Regions from separate parts of the Rattus norvegicus genome. Here all the other regions are linked to region 3. Evidence: chromatin contacts called from public Hi-C data. All regions are on one chromosome and are shown on one strand. The core of a region is the stretch at or near the end of the contact, and the rest is flanking DNA. Distances in the headings are between cores, read along the strand shown. Region 1 has its middle 31 kb from the start of Rpl37al2. Region 2 holds the start of Bcor (BCL6 co-repressor). Region 3 has its middle 160 kb from the start of Bcor.

Region 1 (2,786 bases), core at 54-2,553, 230 kb after region 3:
GTATTTTCTCTATAACAAGCTGGCCTTGAACTCAGACATATGTCTGCAGGTCTCCCGTAATTAAAGGCACACGCCACCTTGCCTAGGCCTAAGCTTTTCATGGCCACTGTTCAAGATCCGGATCAAAAGCCTGTGTGTTTCATTTCTGGATTATAGTTCATTCCAGATTAAAAGTCCAAGTGAAAACAATAACCAAGTAATAATAATGCCTAATATGATAGAACTATTCCTTGTTCAATGGCAAACACATAAACAATAAGCTTAGCTGGGTAGGATCTTGCCATAAAGTCACCGCTCCCTTAATCTGTTTATCTCCTCGAACACAAGACTCAGCTCCATTTCATTTCCAGGTGGCCCTCCATTACTCGAACCATTCATTTTATGTTTTTCCTTTCGAAGCCTGCTACCATTGCTCAAAACTCACTTCATGAGACTTACCCAGAGAACAAAGTCTCTGTTAGGCTTTTTTGGAGACTTCCTTTGTCAACGCAATTAATATAAATCTCTTTACCTCAGTCTACCTCAGGTAGACTTTATAGACAGGGGCAAAAAGCAGCCACATCCTTCACCAAAATATCGAAAGAACAGTCTCTTGGCCACATATTACAATTCTTTTCCTCTGAAAGTTCTAGAGCCAGGCTTACACAGTTCAACAACTACTCCAACAAGGCCACACCACCACCTGACTTGCCACTCCCTGGGCATCTACAAACCATCACAGGTGGGTATACATATAGCGGTCAATGACAGGTGTCACCTTAAATTATGTCCCTCCTTAGGTTTTTGAGTCAGGGTCTCTCACTGACTCTGGATCTCAGTGATTCAACCTGGTGATTCGACTACCAAGCTGCAGTAGGGGTGCTGCCTGCCCTGTTCGTTTTTTTGCGTAGGTGATGAACTAAGTCCAAGTCCTTGTGCTTATCAAATCCTTTCTGGATGATATTCTCTCTTTTCTTTCCTCTTCCCTCCCCATCCCTCCTCTCTCCTCCCCCCTCCTCATCCCTCCCCCTTTCTTCTCTCCTCTCATCTTTTCTCTTCTTTTGCCTAATGTGAGCTACCATAAAGGAATGACACAAATTGATTCTATAATATCCCGATGTGAGGACAGGAAACAGTATGAGTCATTTAGGTCACACGCTGATCATTTTATCATTGGAGTTGTTGAAAAACTACCAAGAAGAAGGGAAAGAAAGCAAGTTACCTTTTTGGCAAGTCACGCCCCTCGGGGAGGGGCATACCTCCTCCAGAAATGAATGATCCTGGTTTCTCTTCAGACTTTGGGTGTGTTTGCTTTCATTTTGACTGTACCCTCAAGAATGGTTCCTCTCTGTGAGTGAATATGCTAATGAGCTCTTGCAGAGATCCGACTTGCAACTACAAAGTGATCAAAAGAACTATTTAAAACTGTCTTACCGCCTCTGCTTCTGAGTACCGGCTCAGCACGGGAAACTTGAGTTTGCTCCATCTCCTCAGTCTTCTCTCTCCCTCCCAGCCATGTAATGTAGGTTAGTCCTCCATGAGTTTTTGGAAAATGGTTCTCAAGGTTGAGGGAAAAAAATGGAGAGGGACTGGCAAGATGGCTCTGTGAGTAAAGAACCTCTTGCTATCAAGCCCTGACCTGAGCTTGATCCCTGTGACCTAGGTGGTGGAAAAAAGTTCTGTTCTCAGCCCTGCAGAATGTTTGTGTGGGGGAGTTTGTGTGTCTGTCTGTCTCTGTCTGTCTCTGTCTGTCTGTCTGTCTGTCTGTCTGTCTCTCTCAGCATATAAAAAGCAAGAGTGGGCTGTTGGGCTGCGGCTGCCCACACCTTTAATCCCAGCACCCAGGAGGGGGAATCTCTGAATTCAAGGGCAGCCTGGTCTACAGTGTTGAGTTCCAAGTCTATGTAGAAAAGCCCTGTCTCAAAAAACCAAAGAACGAGAGAGAGAGAGAGAGAGAGAGAGAGAGAGAGAGAGAGAGAGAGAGGTGTAGTTAGGAAAACTGAGTGGAAGCTCCATCCACATGCAAGATATATTTATGTTTTAGTTATCTACTGCTATAGCACAGCACCCCACCATTAGTGGCTGGAAATAGCACCGTCTGTTTCCTAGCGTGCCTAGAGGTCAGGGCATAAGGAGCGCCTTAGCTAGATACTTCTGGCTCTCACTACTTCATGCTGTCGGTGAGATGTCAGTAGTGGCCAGGGTCATGTGAAGATTCAACTGGGGTCTGTTTCCAGGGATCTCTTTCCAAGATGGCTCTGTCACATGGCTGTTGACATGTGGTTCACTCTATGGTTCTGCTTGAACGTCCTAGTGATCTGACTGTTAAGATTTCCCCAGATTTCGAAGACGAAGCCATAATGCCTTTTATGTCTTAATACTGGGTGTCACACAGTCATTTCTGTCCCATTCTATTTATTAAAAAACGAGTCTCTAAATACAGCTCCTAACTCCAAGGGAAATTGGGCTCCACCTTTTGGAGGGAGGAGTACCAAAGAATTTGTGTACATATTTTAAAAGCGGTGCAGACAGTAAGTAGGCTAATTGAATCCAACCAAGTGTCTCAGCAACACAGGAGGTAGCTACAGAATTCTTTTCCTTCTATGACAGAGCTGAAACACAGTGTTAAAAATGAATCAGGTAAGGATTTACCTTGAACTTCAAACTTGAGGTTCAGAAAAAAAAAATTCCACCTGAAGGGTATGGCCTTGGATTTTCAGTTGTCATGGCAATTTTAAATAGGATAGAAGCTGGGGGATGGGGGAGTGGCACAGTGATTGAGTGTGTGTGCTTAGCATGGGAGAGGC
Region 2 (2,929 bases), core at 20-2,519, 160 kb after region 3:
GACGCCCACGCGCACTCAGGCTTTGCTGGGCTGGGTCTCGGAGGGGACGCTAGGCCCGGAGAGCGCAGCGCTGGTGGCGAGAGGAGGCAGTGGCGCCTGCCGCTGGGGTTTGACAGCTTTGGCTGAGAGGAGTGCGAGGCGCTTTATGGTAATTGCGGTCCTCCACTGGCCTTCTGGGTAGCAAGGGGAGTCTCGGCGCGCTGCAGGAAAAGCCGCCCCCGCCGCCCCCCATTCTTGGGGCTGGGGATCTGTTGGCCGACCTAGCCGTCGCCGCTGCGGAGTCGGTCTCCACTCCCCCTAGGACGTGAGCCCTGGCTGGGCGTGAATAGCCAACTCGGCCGGAGCTGGGACGGAGAGGACAGAGGGCGGTAGAGTTGGGGGGGGGGTACTACGACAAGACCCGCCACCCAGATGTTTTGGGGTTCAGATGTGGCGAGGCCCCAATGCACCCGGCTGGGAATCGGTGACAGCCGGGGAAAGTCGGGCGAACCTTTCCTGGGGAATCACCCCCTCCCGAAACCCCACCGCGGAGGCGCCGCAGCGGAGGGTGAGCGGAGACTGGGGATCTCAAACTTGCGAGAGCTGGAGGCGGCGGCGGCGGCGGGCGGGCGGGCGGGCGGCTGTCGCCCGAGCGCTGCGCCTGAGGGGGGAGGGGAGGCGGCTGTTGGGAGGGAGGGAGGGCGGGCGGAGGGAGGGGGAGGAGGAAGAGGAGGGAACCTGGGAGGGGGGACGCGTTGGGATCGCGGCGTGCGGCAGCAGACGGAGCCCGGGCTCCCAGCGGCAAGGTGAGGCAGAGCCGCGCTCCGGGCTGAACGGCGGCCGAGCTCTTAAGCCGAGGGGGAGACGCGCCGGAACCCAGAGCACGACCGAGAGCGGGAGCGAGGCGGGCGGTGGTGGCGGAGGGGGACCACGCGAGTCGCCGGGCGGAGAGCCCGAGCCGCGCTGTCGCCGCGGAGGGACGACTTGGCCAACACACTCGCTCACACACACACCCAGCCCGAGCGGGCGCTCTCGGCGAACCGTCAACATGGCGCTGGGGCTCTTGCCCGAGCGCGGGCGGCAGCGGCGGCGCGGGAGCTGCTGAGGCTGACGGAGCCCGGTCCAGCTGCGGGAGGAGAGGATCGCGCGGGGCCGTCGCCACCTGCCCTAAGCTCGCAGCCCGCCCCGCCCCGCCCCACCCCCACGCGGCCCAAAGCCCACCCCTCTGCCGGGCCGACCCCTTAGGGCAGCAGAGCCGCTGCAGACAGAGGCGAGCAAGCGCGGCGCTGGGAGTGGACTGCGGGCACCGGAGGAAGCCAAACTTTGCTGCTCGCTGCGCTTTCCCGGCCGGGCTCCTCTGCTCTTTAGCGTAGCCGCCCTCTCCCGACCCCGCACACGTCCACCCAGCCAGCCAGCTAGCCGCCCCCGGATCTTCCTCGCCGCCTGGACTCCGCTCCGGGGAAAACTTCAAAACGCCGGATCGAGGGCTCCCTGCCTACTTCCCGACTGGGGATTTCAGGTCAGTGCCCGGAACACCTTTCCCCGGGGGCCGCGGGCGGGCTGGCGCGCCGGGACTGCAGCCGACCTCCTCCCTTAAAGGGTTTCTCCTTCTACTCCAGTAGATCCCCGTCGGGAGGTTTAGCTACCTTGTTCGCTTTCGTTTTTACATCAGAGCTGCAAGTTATTAAAAATGCAGCCAACCTAAGCGGCCCCCGCATGGGCACCCGGGAGGGAGGGACTCGACGGGGGACCTGCCGCCTCCCGAGGGGTTGGGAGGATCGAGAGTTCAGCGAGTGGAAGTTTGCAGCCTCTGTGTGTCTGCGCGGGAGCGCGGTCGTCGCCGAGCGTCGGGAGTCAGGCGCGGGGGGGGGGGTGCTGGGCTGGAAGCTAGGAAGCTCGTCTCGGCGTTACCTCGCTAGCAGGAAGGGGAGGGCGGCGGGTTCCCGTCTGCTTTCTTTTTCGACTCGGAAAAGAACTGTAAAAACCCCCAGCCGCCTTTGCTTCGTCTGGCCTCTCCAGGGGCCGGTGGTGCCTCCGAGTGGAACGACGGCTTGTGCGTGCGCTAGTGTGTGCAGCGGGCGCCTCGGACGGAGCCGAGCTCGACCTACCGTCGTCGCTCAACTCCGGAGGGGAGTCCGGGTTTTTTCTTGGCTTGCCCCAAAGCATGAATCACGTGGAATAACGGGGGGAAAACTACTAGGGAACCTTGGAGAGCTCGAGATTCGGACTGGGCCAGTACGCCGGCCGGCCAGGTCAGATGCATTGTTTTGTAAATGTTCTTTTAAGATTCTAATTCGACTCCCCCCACCCCCGTTTTCCCATCTCTTCCCTTCGCGTAGGTTTTAAGTTCGGAGCCTCCTGGAGCCAGTGTAGACCGCTTGTTTAGGGGCGGCGTGGGGGAGCGAGCAGAGCTCTCAGCCCTCCGCTGGGCTGTGGGGAACCTGGTGGGAAGCCCTGATGGGCGTGTGAAAGTCTGCGGCCCGGGGAAGTTGGTCCCACTCGGAGGGCGGGCGACGCGAGGGCTCTAGGCGAAGAGGAACTTGCGCACCGGGCGCGATCCTCGGCTGAGGCGGAGAGGGCGAGGCGGCACAGGGCCAGCGCTTGGAGCAGGCGGGAGGCTGCGCTACAGAGCCACCAGAAACCCGGGGACTCCGGGCTGTGGCGAAGAGCGCCTGCTATTTACGAAGAGAGCCTAGGAGCGCCCTGAACCGAGTAGGGTGGCTCGTGGCACGTGTAGTCCCAGCGGACTTCTGGCTGCCCGGTTGCTCAACGGAACACGTACCCACGTCCCGAAGAAGACCGAGCTTGTCCCCTAGTAGGCCGAGGCTGAGCCAGGCTTAATTTGCTGTTAATGAATCTTTTCCAGAAAGTCCGCGACCTCCAGCTAGACGCTTTGAGTGCCCGCGCGAAGGCGCGCGCCGCCGGCGTCTAGAAGGTGGGGGTTGGGGGA
Region 3 (2,700 bases), core at 121-2,620:
TTTATGTGTTTACATATGTGTATATGTTTGTGCTCACATGCCCTGGCGGACTGGGGAGGTCAGAAGATAACTTGTGGAAGATGCTTTTCTCCTTCCACCGTGTGAGTTCAATGCATAGAAAGAACTCAGGAGGGTTTGGGGATTTAGCTCAGTGGTAGAGCACTTGCCTAGCAAGCACAAGGCCCTGGGTCCCCAGCTCCGAAAAAAAGAAAAAAAAAAGAAAGAAAGAACTCAGGACCTCGGACTTGGTAGTAGCAAACATTCTCTCTCTCTCTCTCTCTCTCTCTCTCTCTCTCTCTCTCTCTCTTTCTTTCTGACAGCTGCTGGGGCTTCCACTAAGTTGGGATACTGACATGTGGCCTTGGATTAATGAGAGCCCAGCCTCCCCTAGGTCTGCAATCAGAAAAGCCTTTTCAGAGGTCCTGGATCTCAGAGCCCTGACTATCAGAGGGTTCCCGAAACCACACCATGGGAACTACTGACCTAGATAACCAGGGTCCCCCGCCCAAGGCTCTAGCTCTAGATCCTTTAACCCCCTCCCCATCCCATTTTCCTGTTTGAGATCTTTGTTATTTGTTTAATGATTGGCTTGTGACTGATGCCACCCAGGAGGCATTGTCCCCAGTTAGAAGGCATAATGAACAAATCCCCAGTCTTGCCTGTGTGGTCTCCAAGATATTACACAAAGAGGGGGAGGATGCCCACCTCGAAGACCTATGGTGAGAGCTGAGCTATATCTGGGGTGGTGAGTCTGGAGGACCTTGTTCTACCAAGAAGAGATTCTGGAGTTCCTCTTAGGCCTGTGAGGAATCTTCAGGGATTTCCCCCTCTCTGTCCCTTTCCTGCACCACCAACCACCTCTCACCCCAACCGTCTCGTGTCACCTTCACACCGCCCTCCACCACCACCCTCAGAAAGTTTACACTGTTTTCAGCCTGGAGAATTGTCCCTGAGTAGTCCGTCAGAAAAACGCACGCAGCTGTAGCAAAGACTAAAAGTATCTCTTCCCTGACCAGTGTCTTCCCACGTCCTTTTCTCCATGCTCTCCTCCTTCTCTGTCCCCACCTTCAGCGGAGGCAGGAAGGCCCTTGGGAGGAGGTGAGCCCGCTGGGACCTGCCAGACTCCCTAGCCTTTCCCTCCCAAGCAGCACAAGTTCCAGATTCTATTTTGCAGTGCCCTCGGCTTTGCCACGCCCAATTCCGGAAAGCCTGCATCTCCCCAGTGGGTGGAAGGCTAGCCCCTCTTGGGCTTCAGGTTTTCTGGCACTTTAGAGGTTAAACGGGAAGCCTGGCGGGGGTGGGAGGGAGAGCCTCCCGGTGCTATGCGCGCAGGCTCCAGGCGGTGTCCCCAGCGTCGCTCTTTCTCCGTGAAGCAGAAGATGGAATCCGAACGCGACGGTTAGTCTTTCCAGTTAGCCGCGTTGAGCCGCCCAGCCTGCAGCGGCTCAGCTCGCCAGAGCCATAACGTTGTCCTTGCCTTCCGGGAGGCTGCATTTTTTGCAAGCATCCACACCCCGCGCTGTGGCGCGACCTGGGAGTTCGATGTGTGGCCAGGACCTGCCTGGCCTCTCTGCCCTGATATCCTGGGACATGCGCCTGACAAGATCCGCCACCTCCTGCATTTCAGGGGTAGCTTGTGGTGTCCAGTGACCTTTGCCACTGTGTGCTGCTGCAGTTTCGAAACGGCAAAGAATAAGGAACTTTGCCAAACCACACAAAACTTCCAACCTCACCAGCTCCGACTGGGCACGCCCGGGGAAAGCTGCCTTTATCTGTCCCCTCTGTCCTCTGTCTCGCAGTTGACTGGGGCTGGATGAAAACCACTGGAACATTTTATCCCTCCCACTCATCCTCGAGCCCCCTGAAGATCCTGGATTGTTCTGGAAGCCAAACCCAATCCGGCTTCCACCCAGCTGGGGGATCTGAGAGCCACCTGCCAGGCTCGGCACTTCACAATGAGTTTCCATTGTGTGGCAGAAAGCTGGGTGGATACGAGCCAGCAGAGACGGAGAAGAGTTGAAAGGTTTGGGTCCCAGAGAGTAGGGAAGGGGAGAAATGAAAGATTTGAGCCCTGAGGGGAAAGAAGCAATCTGCCCAGAGCAGGGTTGGGCGCTAAGATTCCTCAGAACTCTGTTTTTCTACAACCCTAAGGACTTTCTGCTCCTCCCTCAGTGGCTTAAAGAGCCCCCAGAGCTCCTGTGCTGAGACTGCTGGTCCCACAAGCCCAGCATTGGGTTTTGAAATCCCCACTTCCCCCGGGCAAGTCCCGGACAAAATTGCCTATCTTTTCAGGTTTTTCTCTGGAAACTTTAGTTCACTTAAGACCAGAGTCTCGTGTAGCCCAGGTTGGCCTCAATCTAGTTGACATGATCCTGAATTTCTAATCCTATTCAGATTACAGGCAAATACCACAGGCTAGCTTTTCCAAAAACTCTTAAATGTCAATCCCACAACTATGAACGTCTTTATCATTCCTCACAGAAAGAGATCCTTCTTCAGGTCGATCTTCAAACCTGGTGGTAGAGGGACAGAGCAGAAGGCTTCACAAATAAAAAACATTTAATGGTGAGGTTGTAATACTGCTGTCAATGGTGAGAGCACAGGCACAGGGCTGGGAGAGTCCTTTGGCAGCTGACTTTCTCTCTTCCAGGGAAGCTTGTCACCTTTCCCAGGTGTCTGTGGCACCTCTGTGGTGCCAGT

Evidence for each region. A called contact is a pair of places that touch in the nucleus more often than the background predicts.
Region 1: a contact with region 3 is called in a Hi-C map of mammary epithelial cells, with 2.2 times the contacts expected there. The contact joins two enhancer-like sites. A contact is called at or near these places in 3 of 12 Hi-C or Micro-C datasets (frontal cortex, mammary epithelial cells and psoas muscle).
Region 2: a Hi-C map of liver shows a contact between it and region 3, with 3 times the contacts expected there. The contact joins the promoter of Bcor here to the enhancer-like site in region 3. A contact is called at or near these places in 10 of 12 Hi-C or Micro-C datasets (the A7r5 cell line, the Rat2 cell line, Schwann cells and 6 more) and 1 of 1 datasets of contacts at active chromatin or transcription factors (oligodendrocytes).

What each region holds. Positions count from the first base shown.
Region 1 is chrX:13,429,163-13,431,948 of GRCr8, forward strand. No RefSeq gene overlaps it. Among named protein-coding and RNA genes, the nearest start is that of Rpl37al2, 31 kb to the right of the region's middle. Within about 2 kb of position 1,304, at least 1 of the 93 cell types and tissues checked has an H3K27ac peak or open chromatin away from gene starts, as enhancers often do.
Region 2 is chrX:13,359,107-13,362,035 of GRCr8, forward strand. It overlaps Bcor (BCL6 co-repressor), which reads left to right and starts at 1,270. Exons shown (of 15, transcript NM_001191586.1): 1 at 1,270-1,498.
Region 3 is chrX:13,203,136-13,205,835 of GRCr8, forward strand. No RefSeq gene overlaps it. Among named protein-coding and RNA genes, the nearest start is that of Bcor, 160 kb to the right of the region's middle. Within about 2 kb of position 1,371, at least 39 of the 93 cell types and tissues checked have an H3K27ac peak or open chromatin away from gene starts, as enhancers often do. A contact at or near this core is called in the A7r5 cell line, Schwann cells, kidney and 2 more, where this site is marked.